2 separate regions of the Mus musculus genome follow, and region 2 is linked to region 1. Evidence: chromatin contacts called from public promoter capture Hi-C data. All regions are on one chromosome and are shown on one strand. The core of a region is the stretch at or near the end of the contact, and the rest is flanking DNA. Distances in the headings are between cores, read along the strand shown. Region 1 holds the start of Tmc4 (transmembrane channel-like gene family 4). Region 2 holds the start of Fam71e2 (family with sequence similarity 71, member E2).

Region 1 (5,661 bases), core at 2,659-5,158:
CTCATTTACGTGGAGACTATCGGCTATCCTCCTGGGGATCATGGGACATGTGTAAGGAAGAGTAAGGACTTGAGTTTTATCTCATTTACGTGGAGACTATCGGCTATCCTCCTGGGGATCATTGGAGAGGTAGACGGTAATGTGATGCTGGCACTTTAGGAATTGGTGCTAGAAGGAGACACTGAAGCCAAGCGAGGTGGTGCTCACTGCACTGGGCAGGTGGCGGGGAATGGGTGGTTAAGGCAAGAGGATTGTGAGTTCAAGGCCAGCCTAGATAACAAAGTGAGACATTATCTCCAAGCAACAACAATAAAAACAAAACCAAACAGACAAAAAAAAAAAAACATGCTGATGTCATGGCTTAACTGGTAAAGATGGCAAGTGTCACCAAGCCTACATGGTGGTCATCTCCAAGACCTACATGGGGGAATGAGAGAACTGACTATAGCAAGTTGTTCTCTGAACAGTAAACGTAATTCATGGCACACATGAGTGTACACACACACACACACACACACACACACACACACACACACACACGAGTAAATAAATGTTAGAAGAGTGTGGGCTGGGGATGTTTTTAATTCAGTTGGTAGTAATTGCAAGTAGTGGTATATATATATATGTACACAATACCACTTGGAAAGTGGAGACAGGAGGATCAGGAGTTTGAGGCAAGCTGGAGCTACGTGGAAACCCTGTCCTTTTAAAAAGGACATTTGAATGGTACTAGTTATAGATGACACTATTAAAACCCTGGGGATCAAGGTCAGGTGAAAGCCCAGGGCACCCCAGTATTTTGATCATTTATTTTCAATCAGCAGTAATTATGCTACACCCTCGGGGGACATCTGGCAACATCTGGAGACTTCTGTGGTTTCCAGGGCCCCAGGCAACTTCTTCATTGCTGTCTTAGTTAGGGTTTCTGTTGCCATGATAAAACACCACCATGATCAAAAGCAGCTTGAAGAAGAAATAGTTTCCTTTTCCTTACAGTTGTCATCATGGAAGGAAGTCAAAGCAGGAGCCTGGAGATAGGAACTGAAGCAGAAGCCATGGAGGAGTGCTGCTTGCTGGCTTGCTCTCAATGGCTTGCTCAGTTTGCACCCTAGACCCACCTATCTAGGAGTAGCACTGCCCATAGCAGGCTGGGCTCTTCCACATCAGTCATCAAGAAAATGCTCTGCAGACTTGCATAGACCAATCTGATAGGGGTTATTTTCTCAATTGAGATTTCCTTTTCTCAAGTGACACTAGCTTGCATGGAGTTGACCAAAATAAATGAAATTAAATTTTAAAAACAACAACAACAAACAATACAGTATAACCACTAAACTACCCCATTTCAGGAGACGTTTGTTTGTTTGTTTGTTTGTTTGTTTGTTTGTTTGTTTGTTTCGAGACAGGGTTTCTCTGTGTAGCTCTGGCTGTCCTGGAACTCACTTTGTAGACCAGGTTGGCCTCGAACTCAGAAATCCGCCTGCCTCTGCTTTCCGAGTGCTGGGATTAAAGGCGTGCACCACCACGCCTGGCTACATTTATTTATTTATTTATTTATTTATTTATTTATTTAGCTGTGGCTGAGAGATTTCCTTGGCATTTACAAATAGAATTCAGATTGTACAATACACAGGGTTCACTTCTGGTTGCCCTGCTGCCCTCATCATAATCCAGTCAGCGTGGTTCTGTCATTGCAGAGTTGGTATGTCAGTCAGGAGGGACAGGTCTAAGCAGGAACAGGACCCATGAGCTCCTGCTCCTGCCAGGATGGCTGGTCACTGCTCTGTTGGAGGATACAGTAGAGGATGCTTCCCTCTCCGTCCTCCTTAGCAGAGTCAGAGCCAGAATTGGTGGACTGAAAAGTTAGGGAAGTAAGTTGTGGAGAGATGGCTCAGTGGTTATGAGCACTGGCTGCTCTTGCAGAGGATCCGCATTTGATTCCCAGCACCCACATGACAGCTCACAATTTTAGTTCCAGGGGAATCCTCTTCTGGGCTCCAAGGGTATTGAGCACATACATGGTACATAGACATACACACAGGCAAAAAAAACAAAGCATCTATAATCAGGGGATCTGATGCCTTCTTCTGACCTCCTCAGGTAGCTGGCCACCCACATGGTACACACATGTACATTTAACAATATAATTAATTTTTTTCTCCTTTTTGTTTTTGTTTTTGTTTTGTTTTTGTTTTTGTTTTTCGAGATAGGGTTTCTCTGTATAGCCCTGGCTGCCCTGGAACTCAGTTTGTAGAGCAGGCTGGCCTCGAACTCAGAAATCCGCCTGCCTCTGCCTCCCGAGTGCTGGGATCAAAGGCGTGCGCCACCACGCCCAGCTCAACAATATGATTATTAAGAAGCTGTCTGAGCATGCTAGGGATGCAGCTTAGTGCTGCATTATTGCCCGGTTTGTGCAGGGTCCTGAGTTCAGTTCCCAGTGACAATCATAGCCTCTTTGGCTTTCAGGATGCAGGAAGGAAGAGTGGGCCTGAACTCCTAAATCTGAGGGAGGAGGGCTGAGCCCTGTACTCCTGGGCTTGAGGAAGGGAGGCATGAGACAGTGAGGACTGAAGCTTGAACTTGTGTGTCCTGACTCAATATCTTCCTCCAGGAGTGCCTGGACCATGCTGTTGAGTGCCTACTGGCATGGCCTCCACCCTGGTTACTACCTAAGCTTCATGACCATCCCGCTGTGCCTGGCTGCTGAGGGCTATTTGGAGTCAGCCTTGCGGAGACACCTGAGCCCCGGGGGCCAGAAAGCCTGGGACTGGGTCCACTGGTTCCTGAAGATGCGTGCCTACGACTACATGTGCATGGGCTTTGTGCTCCTTTCCATGGCTGACACACTCCGGTACTGGGCCTCCATCTACTTCTGGGTCCACTTTCTAGCCCTGGCTTGCTTGGGGCTGGGGCTGGTTTTGGGTGGGGGCAGCCCCAGCAAGAGGAAGACACCATCCCAGGCCACCAGCAGCCAAGCGAAGGAAAAGCTCCGGGAAGAGTGAGCTCTGCTGCATTGGCCTGCCTTCCAGTTCAAGCTTTTTTGGGAATTCCATGAACCAGGCTGTTTGTTTGGGGTTTTTGTTTGTTTGTTTGTTTGTTTCCTTTACCCAGCAAGAATCCCTTGTTTGGCTAAGAGCCTGGAGAGGATCCCCTCTTCCCAAATAATTCCTCTGCCTTCTATTTAAAGCTAAGGTATCCTTCTCTTGGGCTCTCTCAGCATCTTGACCTTTTCAGACCTTCCTCTGCTAACATCAGGGTATTACTATCCACTCTTGAACCTATTATCTCTGCAACAATCTTCAGATGTTCAAAAAGCCACACTTCCCAAAAATGCCCTTGCAGGGACCAGTGGTCATCTGGCATCTTAGACAGACTCCCAGTGGGTCCCCAGTATGGGGGCAGGAACTTCAGGGCCAGGTTCTGGGAGAGGGGAGGGATAGCCTTCTTGTTTTCCTCTTTGTTTTTATCATCACACCAGTGTTTCAGAGACCATGGTCTTACACATGCTGAAGGAGAAGCTAAAATGTGAGAAGCCCCAGGGGAGCTTGCTCTTACAGCAGCTTCTGCCTGAGCCATTTCTGGGCTCCCCATACAACCTACCACCCAGTGTCATCCTTGGCCTGTGACAGGCCAGAATGTATAAAGCTTTCCCAATAAAGTGTTACACATGCATTTGTTTGTGAGTATAACTGTGGGCAACAAACCAAAGACACTGACCCAGAATGCCAGTGTGCATTTGTGTGTGTATTGGGGGGGTGGGGTGGGGGGGTCTGGCTGCCATGAAGTTTGGCCGCTCAGGAGGCTGTAAGGACTTCAATTCCCAGGAGACCTTTATAGGAAATGTACCGCAGTCACCCGGGTCACCTAGTGGCCAGGTGCAGACCTGTAGCAGGCCCCTCCCTCCCTTACCGAGGGCAGTCCCCGCCCTGGGGCCTCCAGAGACAGAAAGAACGGGTGCTGGAAGTACGGTACATCCACAAACATGGAAGCCTGGGGCCAGTCCCCAGCCTGCTCCAGCTCCCGGAAAGCCAGAACAGGTAGGAGAGAGTCCAGCAAAGTCAGGTCCATTCATAAAGGAAGGGAAGCTGAGCTCCTGAACCTGAGACTCGAAGAGGACTTTCATTTCCTGGGTTTCCTAAGAAGGAAACTCAGATTTCCCGAAAAACAGTACAAGTTTACGGTCTTGGAGGACAGAGTCAGGAAACGGGTCCCTAATATCAGGCTTGTGAGGAGCCAGGATTCTAAGCTCACCAATGAGGGAACGGGAAGTTGTTGAAGTTTAGAGTCACACTTAGAGTAGAAGGGATATGGGAGTTCAAACCTAGACTCCGTGGGGGAGAGTCTAGGGCCACGAACCCCAGTGTGAAGGAGAAATAATGGGATCTATAGCCCTGGATCTGAGGGGAGAACCCGAGTCTGAACTCCTGGGTCTGAGGGGGGTGGCTTTAGGCCTGTACCCCTGGGTCTGAGAGAAATGGGCTGGGGCCTAGACCCCTGTATCTGAAGAAGGTTGGGGCATGGGCTCCTGGGTCTGAAAAAAGAGTCTGGGGCCTGGCTCCAGGGTCTGAGGGAGGTGGCCTGAACCCTGCACCCTTGTGTCTGAGAGATGGGCTGTGGCCTGGACTGTGGATCTGAGGGGAAAGGCTTGTGGCCTGGACTCCTCTGTCTTTCAATCCTTTGTGTTCATCCCAGGCCCATCGCTGGCGTCTGTGCTGAACGATCTCCCCAGCGCTGCTACGCTGCGATACCGCGGCCCTGGTGTGCTCCCTTGGGGAACACTGGATGAAGATGATGATGAAGGAGGAAGGAGCCTTCAGGCCTTTGCAGAAACTGCACAAATGGAATCTCACCCTTCCCGGGAACTTCCCTGGCCTATGCAGGCAAGGCGGGCACACAGGTGAGCACCTCTTTACTGACACACCCTTTCCTGATTTCAGTTATTCTGTTTACTTCCTTGCCACCAGCTTGGTAGGGTTAGCCTGGGCCGGCTCTGAACCTTGTGTTAAGAGACTCAGGAAGACTTGATCATTTTTTATTTTTGTTCCTTCTCCCAAACGTCCTTCTTGTTTTGTTTTGTTTTTTCTTTTCTACGTGTGTGTGTGTGTGTGTGTGTGTCCCTAAGATCATGCATGGGTGTGGCACAGCTTTCTTCGAAGCTCAGGGGACAACGTAAAGGAGTCAGTTCTCTCTCTCTACCATCTGAGTCTCAGGGATCAAAGTCGTTTTGACTTGGTCACAAATGCCCTTACGTGCCAACCATTTTGTTCTGTTTTGTTGAGACAAAAACAGAGTGAGGGTTGCACTCTGTCACCCAGGCTGACCTGAAAGCACTGTCTATCCTAATTTGCCCTAATCATTCTGCCCGCTGCTCCCAGTTGAGATACTACGAGCATGAATGGTGCACCACACTGCACTCATTTTCTTTCAAAAGCATGTCACTAATCTACCAGCCTGTCCTGGGACTCTCAATTCCACTGCCTCAACCTCACTGTTGGGATTACAAGCATACAAGCATGCATATACTACTAGACATGGCTCCATCATTATTTTATGTCTGGCTCCTTTTTTTTTTTTTTTTTTTTTTTGGTTTTTCGAGACAGGGTTTTTCTGTGTAGCTCTGGCTGTATTGGAACTCAGTCTGTAGACCAGGCTGGCCTCAGA
Region 2 (5,609 bases), core at 2,780-5,279, 1.1 Mb before region 1:
GAACCAGCCTTGACACTCTACAATGCCAGATCTCAAGTGTCGTCCCTAGCTGAGTGCAGTGGCAGTTGCCTGTAAGTCTCAGCACTTAGGAGGCACAGTGATTTCCAGCCTTGCTATAACGAAAACCGTAGCAGAAACCTGTCTCAAACAAAGCAAAGCCAGGTATGGTAGCACCTGATTGTACTCCCAGTGTTTGGGAGGTGGCAAACGAAGAGATCAAGGCCATCTCAGTTGTGTAGTGAGATTGAGGCCAATCTGGGTTTATAAGATCTTGTTTCAACCCCCCACCCCCCACCACCAGCCCTATGTCTCATTTTCAATATTATAAGTTTTTAATATCGATACCGTAAATTCCAGAACCTCAGCCCGGTTGTCCAATAGACTTCAGTATTTGGTCCCTGCCTGTAAAGACCCTAGGTCTCAAATTCTTGCTCCTAACCCCAGTCCCTAGACATGGTCCCTAGACTCCAAGTTCTAAGACACTAGCTCTGACCTTCTGAGAAGACATGGCAAGCGCCATTCATTCCCTAACCCTCATTCCTTAGTCCCTTAACCTGGTCCTTAGGACAGTGACCTGTGTGTGTGCATGTGTGTGTGCATGTGCGTGTGCATGCGTGTGTGCGTGTGTTCATTAAGACATGAACACACAGAAATGAGAGCCTAGAGTCCAGAGGTCAACATTGGGCATATTTCTGTATTGATGCCCAATTTCCACCTCGATTATGTTCCTGAGGTCTTTTTTGTTTTTATCTTTGAGAATTTTGGGACAGGGTTTCTCTGTGTAACTTTGGCTATCCTGGATGGAACTCACTCTGTAGACCAGGCTGGTCTCAAACTCAGAGGCTCTGCTTTGCTTTTTTGAGAAGAGGTTTCTCATTGAACTTGGAACTCACCAATTCAGCTAGACTGGATGACTGGCAAATCCCCGAGAATCCTCCTACCTGTCTAATTTACTCAGCACTTAGATTACAGGCACGTGCTGGTGTGCCCAGCTTTTTTACATTAGACCCAGAGGTTTGAACTCATGTCCTCTTGATTGTGCAGCAAGCACTTTACTACTTTATTAATTGTGCATTCTTCCAAGCCTCGGGGTTTGTTAATAATTATTTATTTTATTATTTATTTTAATTCCAGCACTTGGGAGGCAGAGGCAGGCAGATTTCTGAGTTCAAGACCTGAGTTTCTGGTTTACAGAGTGAGTTCCAGGATAGCCAGGGCTACACAGAGAAATCTTGTCTTGAAAAAAACAAAACACAAAAAAATTTATTTTGTGTATAATACTATAGCTGTCTTCAGATGTACCCGAAGAGGGCATCAGATCCATTACAGATGGTTGTGAGCCACAATGTGGTTGCTGGGAATTGAACTCAGGACCTCTGAAAGAGCAGTCAGTGCTCTTAACCACTGAGCCATCTCTCCAGCCCCCCAAACTGCCTTTCCTATGTATCCTTGAATCCTGATCCTTCCGTGCTGGGATTACAGGCGAGAACACCCAATACGGCTTCAGTTTTCTAAACCCCAGACCCTTGCCTTTAGCTAACCTTCTTTCTCTCTTCAACAGATGTCTCGCCTGGCCTTGCCCCAGGCAGCCCCAGACCAACCTGTGATCCCCCTGGGCCCTCCTGCCTCAGCCTGGGGAAGCATCCGGGCAGCTCATGCCATCCTAGGAGGGCTGCACCTGACCTTGGACTGGGCCGTGCGGGGCCTGCTGTTGTTAAAGACTCGACTGTGACTCGGGACTGAAAACCACCATCGATACCGCCCTTTAAAACCAGATCTTATTTATTTATTTATTTTGGTACTTGGAGGGGGGCATGATGATCAGGGGCATGCCACACCCCAAACAACCGCCCCACACCCAGCTAGACAGTCTTTCCAGTAGACCTGGGTGAGGGGGATCACCTGTGGCTTATTTATACTTATTTATTTAAACAATTGGGGGGTGGGTGGGTGCATCTGAGACCCTGAAGAGCAGGGAACTGAGATCCTGGGTTCTGGGGTCTCTATGAAATCTGTTCACAGTGTCTTCCTCACTTCCTACATTATTTATTAAACGATTACTTTTTATATTAAGAGGAGGAAGGAGGGAAGCCGGGCGTGGTGGCGCATGCCTTTAATCCCAGCACTCGGGAGGCAGAGGCAGGCAGATTTCTGAGTTCGAGGCCAGCCTGGTCTAAGAGTGAGTTCGTGAGTTCCAGGACAGCCAGGGCTACACAGAGAAACCCTGTCTCGAAAAACCAAAAAAAAAAAAAAAAAAAAAGAGGAGGAAGGAGGGGGAAAAAGGAAGCCTGGGGTTTTATACCAAAATGTGAGTTTTTTTTTGTGAGTCAGAGAAGTGAGAGGATTTAAATACATATCTATTTAGAGGTTATTAGCAGGAGTATGCCGAAAGGATCGGAGTCTAAACTGGTACCCTAGCATTTCAAAGGTCCTCAACAGATACTTAACAAAAAGTTCCAGAGCATCACCTTATAACTAATAGCACCTGTATGGTACAGAGCTGTAAGGTACAAGGTTTTTTGTTTCAGCAAAATTCACGATGACCAATGGGAAACAATCTAGGCTTTCTGGGGGGCGGGCAGGGGATGGATGAATAAAGCTAGGGATACATCCGCATGATGAAGTTCTAGCTCGCCAACCATAAAAAGGCAAGTTCCAGGCGAAGACTGCTTTAGATATTGAACGTCTCTGCGACCCAGGAGCAGCAGATGGTAGAACTACTCTCCCTATACATGAGTATGGACTGTTTGGTTTTTCAAAATGGAAACACCATGATGTTGACGATAGCTGCCTCAGGGCTGAAAACAAGCAATGGCACAGTGGGTGACTGTTACTGTTTGTGTTTGCATTTTCCAGAGTTTTCACCATGACTGTATTTTGCAGGACACATTTATAAACATTAATAAACACTATTTTTAGAATGGCACTGTACCAGTCTCTGTCTCACCCCACTGTACATGCTGTATAACCTCAAAATAGGACTCAGAAGGGACCAAGAAAAATGGTTATTTGAGCCCATGTCCTGGGTCATACTGAGCATACACACACACACACACACACACACACACACACACACACACACACATATATATATACACATATACATATATCTCCTTAAGAAGTTGTCTTAGATTCAGAAAAAGTTGCCCTGCTTTACAAAAGAGAGGGAAACTGAGGCTCAAGGGGAGGAATTGTTTTCTGTAGGGTATTTTGCCTTGGTTTTGAGTCTTACCTCACAGAGATCTGCCTGCTTCTTCCAGAGTGCTGGAATTAAAACTGTGTGCCACCATGCCCAGCTTATTGCTCTTATGCTCATACAGGTAGTTGGCCTTATATCATTATGGTACTAGGACTGAACCCAGGGCCTTGTGCATGCCAAGCAAGCACTTTAACACTCAACCGCATCTCCAAGCCCTTTGCTTTATTTTTCTATTTATTATTTTGAGACAAGGTATTGTTACATAGCCTAAGATGGTTTCAAACACGATTTTCCAGCCTCCCATCCCTAGTGCTGGGATAACAGCTGTGATGGCCATGCCCAGCTATGGTCGTCCTTTCTTTACAGTTCAGTGTTTAGTTGATTCGAGAGTTGTGGGGACACACACACACACACACACACACACACACACACACACGAGCCATTAGGAAACTGAGGCTCAATGTGGGGTTGGGTCTTCCTGAGAGTAAAGAGGAGGGTCACAGGCAGAACTAGGCCTGTGATTCAAGCCTTTGGGTTAATGATCCCTATGGAGGTTCTAACACAGATCCCTGGGGGGGGCGGGGAGGGGGGAGCGGGGGGGGGGGAGGGCTGTGTCATCACAATCTTGGGTCCAGGAGATGGAGATGTTCTGATAGAGGTCTGAGTCACCTATCCCAGCCCTCAAAAGAGTCCACACCTTATTCTGGAATGGTGAGGCCCCTAGGCAGTTCCCAGGAAGCAGCCTCTAGGGTCTAGTGAGGTCACAAAGCCCCTCTCAAAGGTTCCACCCACGGCCTAGTGCTGACTACCTCTCTGCAGGGCCATGGCCATACCAGAGTCTCTCGGCCCTGGGGACACTCCACTTTCTGTCACTGCTGAGCGCCTGACATCCTTGAAGCCCAAGGGTCCAAAGCTGGTGGGCTGGGGTGGGGGTCAGGGCTCCACTTGGGTCCAGGATTCTTGAATCTATACACCCTCACCCGCTGTTATGGCACCCGCTGTTATGAGGCGGCTGTGGCGCTTTTTTTTCCCTCCGCCTCCCCCGGAGCCTCCGAAGTGGGTTCCCATCCTTGGAGAGATGCAGAAGACCCTTCAGATGGCCGAATACCTGCCCCTCCGCCCGCTGCCCATGTTCGAGAGTAACTTTACCCAGGTCCCCAGCTCCCTGAGCCCCCTGGAAATGGGGGAGGAAGTCTGAGACACAGGAAGAGAGAGGGAACCCCTGGGCAGAGTGGGTTGAACAGGGATTTGGAATTTGAACTCCTGTAGGTAGAAGATGGGTTTGGAAAGAAAGGAGGCTCTCAGGTGAGGGATGCTGGAGGAATGTTGGAGAAAGAACTGGTCCCAGCCCTGCTCCCTGGCTGCCCCAGGTAACCAACAATGGGACTCCTGCGTTATTACACAACAAATCCAACAAGCTGACTATGGGTGTCGCAGCATCCTTGCCTGGCCTAATGCTGCCTGACATTCTGTTGATTGCTCGGCCCCCCGAGGACGAGGAGTGCTCCAGTCTCATCCTAACCAGGTATGTTCCTTGAGCCCCATCCTAGCTCACTCCACTCCATCCTATCGCACTAGCTACCTTGTCTCCCACCTCCCGCAGGATGATCCCACTAGACCTTGCCCGCCTGTATGTCGATGATCTGCCCACCTGGCGACTGAAACTGCGTCTGAGATCCGGCCGTCATTATTTCCTGGCACTGGATGCCCCTGAACATGAGCTGGCCTTTCTGTTTGACCGCTGGATTCGCCTCATCAACATGCTTCGAGGGCCTAAATTATCCAAGACACCAAAAACAGAACCCTCCGTGCTGGAAATACCCCCAGAAGTCACTCTTGCCTCCACTTGGCACTTTCAGGTGAGGATTCAATGAACAAGGCCTGGAAACCACCGTCCAGATTCCACAGAGAACAGGGGACCCACAGCCCACAGGCTAGCCGCTCCCATCCCATTGGAAAGGAGCTGGGATCCTAGAATGCTGTATTTAAAAGGAGAGTCTGACCTCATGGGACCAAGGAAGAAAAGATGGGGAGGAAGGTGCAGGCTGGGCAGGTGAGACAATCATGGGGTGGAGAAAACAGTTCAGTTGGTAAAGATATTATTGCCTAGGAACTATGAGAATCTGAGTTCAAACCCTCAGAACCCTCATAAAAATGCTGAGCGTTGCCAAGAGTGGTGGCACACATCTTTAATCCCAGCCCTTGGGAGGCAGAGGCAGGTAGATCTCTTGAGTTCTAGGCCAACCCGTTTTACAGAGCCAGTTCAAGGACAGTCAAGGCTACCCAGAGAAACCTTGTCTTGAAAAACAAAAACAGTAAACCCAAAACCAAAACAAACAGTTGGGTATACTGGCACAGGCTTGGGTTCCCAGTGCTGCAGAGGGAGACAGGTAGGTTCCTGGCCTTGCCT

Evidence for each region. Promoter capture Hi-C pulls out the DNA fragments that hold promoters and counts their contacts.
Region 2: a contact with region 1 is called in a promoter capture Hi-C map of hematopoietic stem and progenitor cells, with 4 times the contacts expected there. The contact joins the promoter of Fam71e2 here to the promoter of Tmc4 in region 1. A contact is called at or near these places in 7 of 39 promoter capture datasets (cranial neural crest, embryonic stem cells, frontonasal cranial neural crest and 3 more), 2 of 115 datasets of contacts at active chromatin or transcription factors (fetal liver and stem cell-derived neural progenitor cells) and 3 of 9 other capture datasets (adipose tissue, embryonic stem cells and macrophages).

Annotation. Positions count from the first base shown.
Region 1 is chr7:3,675,800-3,681,460 of GRCm38.p6, reverse strand. It overlaps Tmc4 (transmembrane channel-like gene family 4), which reads left to right and starts at 3,908. Exons shown (of 15, transcript NM_181820.2): 1 at 3,908-4,037; 2 at 4,693-4,897. The coding sequence starts at 3,983. Mboat7 (membrane bound O-acyltransferase domain containing 7) reads left to right here. Exons shown (of 8, transcript NM_029934.4): 8 at 2,612-3,672. The coding sequence ends at 3,002.
Region 2 is chr7:4,769,690-4,775,298 of GRCm38.p6, reverse strand. Fam71e2 (family with sequence similarity 71, member E2) reads left to right here and starts at 4,029. Exons shown (of 11, transcript NM_172895.3): 1 at 4,029-4,352; 2 at 4,570-4,724; 3 at 4,803-5,058. The coding sequence starts at 4,188. Il11 (interleukin 11) reads left to right here. Exons shown (of 5, transcript NM_008350.4): 5 at 1,562-2,921. The coding sequence ends at 1,732.